Linked DNA regions of Danio rerio: region 1 is linked to region 2. A link is a contact called in public Micro-C data. All regions are on one chromosome and are shown on one strand. The core of a region is the stretch at or near the end of the contact, and the rest is flanking DNA. Distances in the headings are between cores, read along the strand shown. Region 1 holds the start of slc31a1 (solute carrier family 31 member 1). Region 2 holds the start of tia1 (TIA1 cytotoxic granule-associated RNA binding protein).

What was found. A called contact is a pair of places that touch in the nucleus more often than the background predicts.
Region 1: a contact with region 2 is called in a Micro-C map of caudal fin, with 4 times the contacts expected there. The contact joins the promoter of slc31a1 here to the promoter of tia1 in region 2. A contact is called at or near these places in 4 of 18 Hi-C or Micro-C datasets (caudal fin, embryo, hematopoietic stem cells and 1 more) and 2 of 4 datasets of contacts at active chromatin or transcription factors (caudal fin and embryo).

What each region holds. Positions count from the first base shown.
Region 1 is chr5:62,588,576-62,593,098 of GRCz12tu, reverse strand. It overlaps slc31a1 (solute carrier family 31 member 1), which reads right to left and starts at 2,827. Exons shown (of 6, transcript NM_001320405.1): 1 at 2,654-2,827.
Region 2 is chr5:62,294,707-62,299,267 of GRCz12tu, reverse strand. It overlaps tia1 (TIA1 cytotoxic granule-associated RNA binding protein), which reads left to right and starts at 3,038. Exons shown (of 12, transcript NM_212628.1): 1 at 3,038-3,245; 2 at 4,196-4,292; 3 at 4,560-4,561. The coding sequence starts at 3,217. tmem232 (transmembrane protein 232) reads right to left here and starts at 2,357. Exons shown (of 13, transcript NM_001100053.1): 1 at 2,176-2,357; 2 at 1,911-2,022. The coding sequence starts at 2,309. trnag-ccc (transfer RNA glycine (anticodon CCC)) reads left to right here and starts at 2,725; the gene lies at 2,725-2,795.

The DNA of each region.
Region 1 (4,523 bases), core at 1,578-4,077, 290 kb before region 2:
TAAACTATTTGCTATAATGCGTAATAAATTGTTCATAGTGTGTAGTTATTATAAAGTGTTACCGTTTGTTTTGCCTGCATTAATGCGTTCAGTGTAAGCTGCACAATTAAATAATAAAAGATTGTGATCTCAATTCAAACCCGCGCAACATGAATGAGAAATTATGACATTTGTATGTTTATTAATCTTTCAAAGCACTGCATTCAAATCTGCATTTTATAAAGAGAAATCCTGTTTTATACTTTTTCAGTTAGTTACAAACAATAAAATAACACAGAAGAACTGGAAGAACAGTTTATAGATATAAACACTGATGGTTGTGGTAAAGATTAAAATCACTGTTTAATGGAACTTGATGCAGGTGAATGTTGTAGCGATTACCTTGTATAACCAACAGGTGGCGACAAACAACCATCAAAATTATCAAATCAAATCACTTTTATTGTCAAATCATCAGCAGCATGTGTGGTTTGATGAGTGAAAAGCCTAGGTGCTGGCTCCAGACAGTACAAAATACAGATAGTGTATTTACAGACACTATCTGTGGATACAAACAAGTAAAAATTATCCACCTATAATGAAACTTATGTGTCAATTGTTGAATCATTAATTGAAAATGAATATGATCTGTTGTACAAGATGTTAGATTTCTATATTTAGCATTTTCAGCAACAGTAGCAAAGATCATTTTCATATTGAATGATTTTAATTTTTTCAGCTGGTTCTTTTTCATTGTTATTTTTATTAAAACTACAGGTTCTAAGTTGTGTTTGTTAAAACCAATGGTTTTTGCAGAAATATTTCTATATTATATTTTCTATAAATGGATTACAAATGACATTTGTCTACTTTTTTGCTGATCTGAAAAAATGAGCACTGATAATTAGTCTTGTTTATTTGTGAAGTGTGATTTTAGATCATTACTCAGGCAATGCTAGCAAAAAAGCTTTAAATGTCTCGCATGTATGTCATATTGACCACATGTACTTACATACTTACTGACATGGTGATCTTGGCATTAGAAAAGGCTAAACAATATTTGTTTTCTCTCACCCTTTCAACTTTTTTAAATACATTTCTAGATCTGAAAAAAAAACTATATCAATTAATAATTTGTTTCATTCATTCATTCATTTTCTTTTTGCTTAGTCCCTTTATTGATCTGGGGTTGTCACAGCATAATGAACTGTCAACTTATCCTGATTATGTTTATTCAGCAGATGCCTTCCAGCTGCAACCCAACACTGGGAAACATCCATACTTGCGTATTAACACTCATACACTACAGACAATTTAGCTTACCCAATTCACCTCTAGTGCATTCCTTTGGACTTGTGGGGGAAACCGGAGCAAACCCACACCAACACGGGGATGCAAACTCCACACAGAAATGCACAGAAAAATTCCCTTTTCCTTAATCCTTATCCAGCAAATCACAAACAAGTGGAAACATCATGGGGCCAAATATTGTTGTAGCAAAGCTTGAAAAAAATAATTAACATGCACACCAAAAAGCTGTTATTGCAATGAGCAGCTTTTGTGTTGTTTTTTTTAATTGAACATGCTTTTTGATTACTAAAATAGATTTTAACCATTAGAACTGAAAAAACATTAAAAAAAAAAAAAAAAAAACAATTTGGGAAAATATAAAAATATAAAAACAGAATTTGGGGGAAGACATAAAATAGAACAAAAAGTTTTATTAAAAATTGTGTTTATTAAATACTAGATTTAATAGATTTTTAGATTACTAAAAGAAAAAATAATATTTTAGGAATGTTTTAATCTTCATGATGTAAAACAACATTTAAAATATCAAGATTGATAATTGTTAAAACTGTCATTAAGAAATTATATAAATGAAAAAACTTGATGTTCTAAAAAATATAAACACATTAATGAAATTATAATTAGAAAGTAAGACATAACCTTAAAACTCAAAATGTTTAGAAAAAAATACTAAATGGACATGTAAACAGAGTCATGAACACACCAGAACAGGTCTTAAAGGGATAGTCCACTAAAAATTAAAACAATTACTCAATATTTACCCGCCCCTGTGTGGTTTATTTACTTACACTAAAGATATGTGTACCTGCTGTAACCACTGACGTACATAAAAAAAAATTAAAAAAAACACTATGGAAATCAATGTTTAGTCTCCAGCATTCTTCAAAATTTCTTCTTTCGATTTCACAAGATAAAAAAGTCAAAAAGGTTTTAAACAAGTGAAGAGTGAGTGAATGATGACAGCTTTTCATTTTATAACTGTCCCTTTAAGGATTTCTTCTTGTGTGTTCTCTACTAAAGATGTTTTATTTTGTTGAGGTGTTACTTTTATTTGTATCTTTAAATATTTTTCAAGGCCACTAAAACAAAGTTGAAGTGCGGTTACAGTTAATTATGCCTCAGGATAGCAGATTCACATGGTTTATGACTCGAGTTTACGAAAAGTGAAAAAACCGAACCCAAAACCAGCATGATCAACTATTTTGACAATATAATAGCGTTTACAGGTCATCATAATTTGCTGTTCAGCACAAATCAACAGAATCTTTATGTACATCACAAACAGTCGCTTGCAAACAGAGCTTCATGTCTCTCAGAGGTCAAAGCAACAGAGATTACAAAAAGTACATCACACAAAACTAACCTCAACAGCAGGAGACGAGCGCGTCCACCGGTTCCTTTAGTGTTTTAATATCAACTGAAGGTCATTAGTTTTGGGAAAATAGTAAATGAACCCAATCTTTGCACTGTTCCTACAGAGCAGCACCGAGATACTCCGACCCAGCGAAGTAACGTGCACGAAGTCAGCAACAAAACTGACCGTAATCCAAAATAAAAGTCCTATGAGGGGAAAAGCTTGAGCGAGTGATTTGTATTCCTAGTCGTTATCAGTAATACTGACACACCAATCGCATGTATTATTCTTCTTAACATTGTTAAGTAATTGCGAATCATTTTAATAGCATTATTTCAACAACACTAATGAAACATCAAAAGCAAGATCAAAGAAGTTGAAGACTGTTAAAGAAATCTGATAATAGGATGAAAGAAAATCAGTAATCCACCATTTTCAGCACAGATTTAAAAGAAGTCGTGGTCCTACTATTTTGTGTATTAATTCAAAATGAAGAAAATCTATTTTATTGTTTTGAAAATTACAAATTTTCAGTGGATGCCATGGAAATTAATGCTTCCGGTGCTTTTTGTGGCATGTTTACCGTTACGTTTCACGTGATGTGAAAACTTTCCGTACTTCCGTTGCCACATGGCAAGTTATCCACGATGTTAATGTAATGTAAAGAATGGCAATGTTTATAGTTTTGCACATATATGCGCATGTGACGACTTTAACTTCCAACAAATTCCTTCGTTGAACGGAGTGAAAACTGTCTTGTTTTCACGAGACATTTCATTTCTACATTGAAATTCTTTAGGCTAGACAATATAAGTTAGCAAACATTTTATTTATTTGTGAAGACTATATAAGACTCCATATTTAGCTTCCTGCTCGTCGAATATTAGCGATACACATACGAACAAAATTAACAATTATAAAACTTAGTGTAATACATTATATTGAATGAACGAAAAGTAGGTGTTTGGAAGAATGATAGTGACAATTCAGCTAAATAGCAGCCTCTAGCGTTGCTACTCAGCTAGTAAACTTATATCACAGATATTCGTTTGAACTAAACATCGTGTCAGGTATAAAAAGTTCTGAACTGAAGTTTCGGATGAATGCTTTGTGATATTTAAATTCAGAACTTAAAGTGACAAACAATTAAACTAAAAAAAATAAAACATATATAAGGTCGCTGGTTCGAGCCTCGGCTCAGTTGACGTTTCTGTGTGGAGTTTGCATGTTCTCCCTGAATTCGCATGTGATTCCTCCGGGTGCTCCGGTTTCCCCCACAGTCCTAAGACATGCGGTACAGGTGAATTGGGTAGGCTAAATTGTCCGTAGTGTTTGTGTATGTGGATGTTTCCCAGAGATAGGTTGCGGCTGGAAGGGCATCCGCTGTATGTACATACATACATACATATATGTATGTATGTATGTATGTATACATACATATATTAGTGCTGTCAAAATTAGTGCGTTAACGTATGAGATTAATTTGAAATATTTAACGCGTTAAAAAAATTCATGCAATTAATGCAGTTGCATTTTTTTCCCTGTTGTGTATGAGTACAATTGTTTGTATTCAATACTTTATTAATATTATTATAATTTTCCATTTTCCATATCTGCAATGCCTATTTTGGCATTTTTTTGCAGTCCACTTAGAATCCAACATGGAAATACATTTTTTCTTTATTGGCATTAATTGTTTAAAAATTCAAATGGCATTAACATGCCTGTGTTTTAATTTCTTCAATAAATATGGCTGTCAAGCCAGGATCTTGATGGTTTATTGTGGGTATGTTGTTTTTATGAAGAAATCTGTGTTATAAAGTTAAACAAAAATTCTAATAAACGATATTTTGATTTTAAACAGTTTTTGTCTGGCGTT
Region 2 (4,561 bases), core at 1,789-4,288:
TTACTCTGAATAACACTAGAAAATTGTTCTAGAGTATAATGGGACAGGAGTTCATGAGTAGTTAGGGATGAGTTAATAGTGATGTCCCCCTCCAAGTAAAGTCATGACATAACTATACATTAACAGCTCATGAGTTAATGTTGGTTACATTTAGCTTGAACTTAAATGTAAATTAATACATTATTTAACAACATGTACTAACAAGTAATTAAGGTAGTCGTTACTTACATATGAACACATGTGACTCATGTTGTAGTTAAAGCTAATTCATGATTAGTGCGTACCTTAACTCATCATTAATTCATAATAAACTAATGTTTAGTTTACATATTCATACATCATTATTCATGTACTGTTATTGCAAAGTGTTACCGATATATCTGAGTGTGCTGCGGCCTGTGAGATACTTTTAAAAATAAAAGACTACCAGTGTTGTAAACAACCTAAATCTAACTGACCAGAGTGCTTCTTCACACAACGGACAATTTAGCCTACCCAATTCACCTATACCACATGTCTTTGGGGGAAACCAGAACACCCGGAGGAAACCCACACGAAGGCAGGGAGAACATGCAAACTCCACATAGAAACAACAACTGAGTCAAGGTTCGAACCAGCAACCCAGCGACCTTCTTACTGTGAGGCGACACCCCTACCCACTGTGCCACTGCCTCGCCTTTCATGACGGTTTATCATATGCAATTTATCGATTAGTTTTTCCCCACAGTTGACACCAGAAACGTTATTTGATTAAAATGCAGCAGCTTAAAGTGTCTGGATAAGGATTCAAAGGCTTTTATTTTCATAAACTGTAGAGTAGACGTCTCATGTCAGAGCATTGTTTCTGACAAATTTCCTTCTGTTCACACCATAGACTGTAAGTTATGGGCATAGTATCCAGAAGTATTCAGATTCTGAAGTGCATTACAGGTCTAAAAAAAATTATATATGATAAATGATCTTAAGTAAAACAAATACATTTATAGATATGTATAAAAATTTCACTCACCTGGGAAATGGAGGCAACTTAAATGGTTTGTGAGAACAATTAAGTGCACACTGCATGCTAAAGTATCTGATAATTGTAGGAAATAATTTAAAAAAGCAACTGACTGTGTGAAGCCACATAAAACAACAAAAAAATTAGATATATATATGCCGAGTTCAGTTGCTAATCAGCCGGAATCAGCTGAGGTGACGAGATGGCGAGCAGTGAGACCTAGCTGTCGCTTAAGTGGGGCCCTTAATTATGCAGACTTAATAAAATTAAACGGTTGAGTTATAAAAAAAAAAATCACCCTCCTTACAGTTGTCATGAAGGGTATTAGCTATATGGACTAAAACCATCTTTATACCAGGCTGTAAACATGTTTTTATCAGCTGTAAAACTGGCAAATATACCATTGCAGTCAGAAATCATCTGGATTTCATGGACCCAACCCCCAAAGGCGAATTAATGAATAGCAGTTTTAGTTACTTCCATACTGGTTTCCCGAGGGAGTGTGGGAGGTTGCCGCTTGGTTCACACAGAGCAGCATTCGGGAAATTGTAATGTTACAACTTCTCTTTCCGGCAGAACATATTTACCATTATTTTTTTAAAGGGCCTGTTCACACATGGTCCGTTTCCAAAAGTCTGTTTGTGTGAAAGGGTCTATTGACTTCTATAGTATTAATTTGGAAATGGAAGTCAATGGTTGCAGGTTTTCATCTTTCTTAAAATTACCTTCTTTAGTACTAAACATAAAAGCTCATAAAGCTCTAAAACCGATTGAGGGTTTTATGTACAGGGATAATATGTGTATCATTTTTTATTGTAATACTGTATTGATATAATGCATTGTAGATTTGAATTAGCCTACTTTGTCATTATGTTTCTTCTATATAAATGTGTGTGAAACATTTTAATACCTTCCATCGACAAAGGAATTCTTTTGCAAGGTTTTCATACTTTTCCTGCTCCTTGCTACCTTGTACTTGATTGTATTTTTCAATAAAGTCTTCTGTTGTTTCAAGGGGATTTCTGTAAAATAAGAAAGAAAAGTCCTATTTACTGTCAGTTTTGTGTCAATACTACTACTACTACTAAAAATAATAATAATAATATAGTTGAATGGATAAATGGTTTATTTTTGGATAGCAAATCATTTACTTACCTTTTGAATTTTATACCTACCGTTTGATTTTTTTTCTTGCACTAACATTTCCAGTTTCTTCTCTCTTTTTTCTGTGGCGTTTTATTAATTGTTCGAGTTGAGATTGAGAAACTATTCCTAAATGATGTTTAATAGGAATTTTGAGTATAGGCATACTGATACATTCAGCAGTCAACCAGACACTGTACGTTGATAAAAAAGCACACAACGCAAAAACCTAGTTGAAAGGTTGCCATGGTTACTTTGTCAACAACACCATATAATTAAAATACATTTTATTTTATGAAATTAGAATATACACAACCTTTCAAATTGATTGCGATGCAAATGTCCTAAACGTAGACTGTGCTCGAAACGTTAATTTTGTATTATACATTTTCTGCCACCTTAAAATCCAATGGTTAATATGTTTCTGATCTAATAATTCACAATTCATAATTAGACAAAAAGCATTCTCCACGAGGAAAGCGTAATTTTGACAATTTTACTTAAAAAAATTCCCTTCCTGAAATATTCCCTTCATGGTTTGATCATCAATTATTAGGGACATTTACTCCCCTTCCCATAGAGCGCCGCTGGTGTAGTGGTATCATGCAAGATTCCCATTCTTGCGACCCGGGTTCGATTCCCGGGCGGCGCACTTACTTTTTGTCACGAATCTACGTAGTCTCCTACCTTTTTAAATCATATTACAATTGGTAACGTTACACGTCTAAACTAGCAATGTAATGCACAAAAGTTACGGTTTAATAAACAGTGCGTTAGCATTTGAGCACATTTTCAAAGCTTGCTTTTTTGTGCGCTTTGTACTTGGTACGCGCATGCGCGCTTGCATTTCCGGTCCGGCTCCTCCGCCATCTTATGTCGCCTTTCCATTGTTCATAACTGGAGTCAGCCGAGGCGGCATTTCACATTTACTCTCATTATAACAGGTTTGACGGAGATCAGAGAGGGTAACAACACTGGAAAAAGCGAGACACGGGTGGAACGCGAGATCATCTCACAATCGACACAAGAGGAGTTTCTCTCAGGGTTCGGTGTCTTAATTCTATCAGGAAAATATGATGGACGACGAGCAGCCCAAGACCCTGTACGTATATCGGCATTATACTCTAGTACTTTAGACAGCCAACTTCACATCATGCCAAGCCATAGTTTAAAAAAAACACTCTCTGCTTTGTCATTTCTCTTAACTGACGCGTAACGGCAGCTCTAAGCAGTCCTGACTGTGATGCTAAAGGAACTACAACCACAAAGCAGACGTGTAAAATCTGAGCCCCAAACAAAAGCCCTGAATGCTGGAATGAAAAATTCACACTAGATTTAGGGCTCAATATCGGGAGACAAAGGCCAGTCGTGTGATTTAAAGCATCTCGCACACCATGTGCTAGTTAGTGAGTTAATTTGGATAATTGCAGCAGGCCTTTAGAGGCCAGAGCACGGCGCGAGCACACACACTCGCACACTGCTGTCTGTGTTTGAGTGCGTGAAGTTGCCTTGTACTTACTGAAAGCTCATTGTCTTTACAGCTTTGGTAGACAAAGAATCCGTCTCATGCGTTCAGATATGTATTTATAACGCACAATGTTTAAACTGTTGACACTCAGCCCGAATGTAAATATAGATTAATATATGTTAAAATGGTTCTTATTTTGGTCTTATCAGACTGCTCGTATCCGACAGTGAGGGCTTTTGTTGCTGGCTGCGCGCTCGTGCGTGCTCCTCTGCTCTGTTTTGTCATGTCTTTGTTTGAAACCTGTACATACGATAATAATAAGCAGCTCGTTGCCGGATGGCTAATGAGGTTTTTAAGGTTAAGTAGCGGCCCGTGGGTCCTCATGCCTACCGAGTTCTTTTGTAATGTAGATTAGGCGGATCATTTTGATTCAGGTACTTGAAGATGCCACATAGTGCGTGCCTGGACCCCTATAATTAGTGTATCAGATTATAGATTTAAATAAAGGTTTCTTGAATTCAACAGGCCACTCACTCTTATTTGCTTATCCTCCTTTTTAATATTAAACCTTATTTTAAATGCAGGTATGTCGGAAACCTGTCTCGAGATGTGACCGAGGCCCTTATTATGCAGCTCTTTGGTCAGATTGGCCCCTGCAAGAGCTGTAAAATGATTGTCGATGTGAGTATATTTTAACACGTATATTAATGCAAGTTTTTGACCATCATTGTGATACACAAACAGACAGGCACACGTATGTATGTGTGTGTGTATATAAATACACACACACACACACACACACTGTGCCCATATTGAAATGCTCTTTTAGTAATGTTTAAAAGCAACACCTTATTTCCCCTTTTAATGTTACATATTAACAAGGTTTCTTTTTCAAAGACTTGATATAAGAAATTAATTTGATGTCTAATTGTACTTGTTTGCTTTCAGAC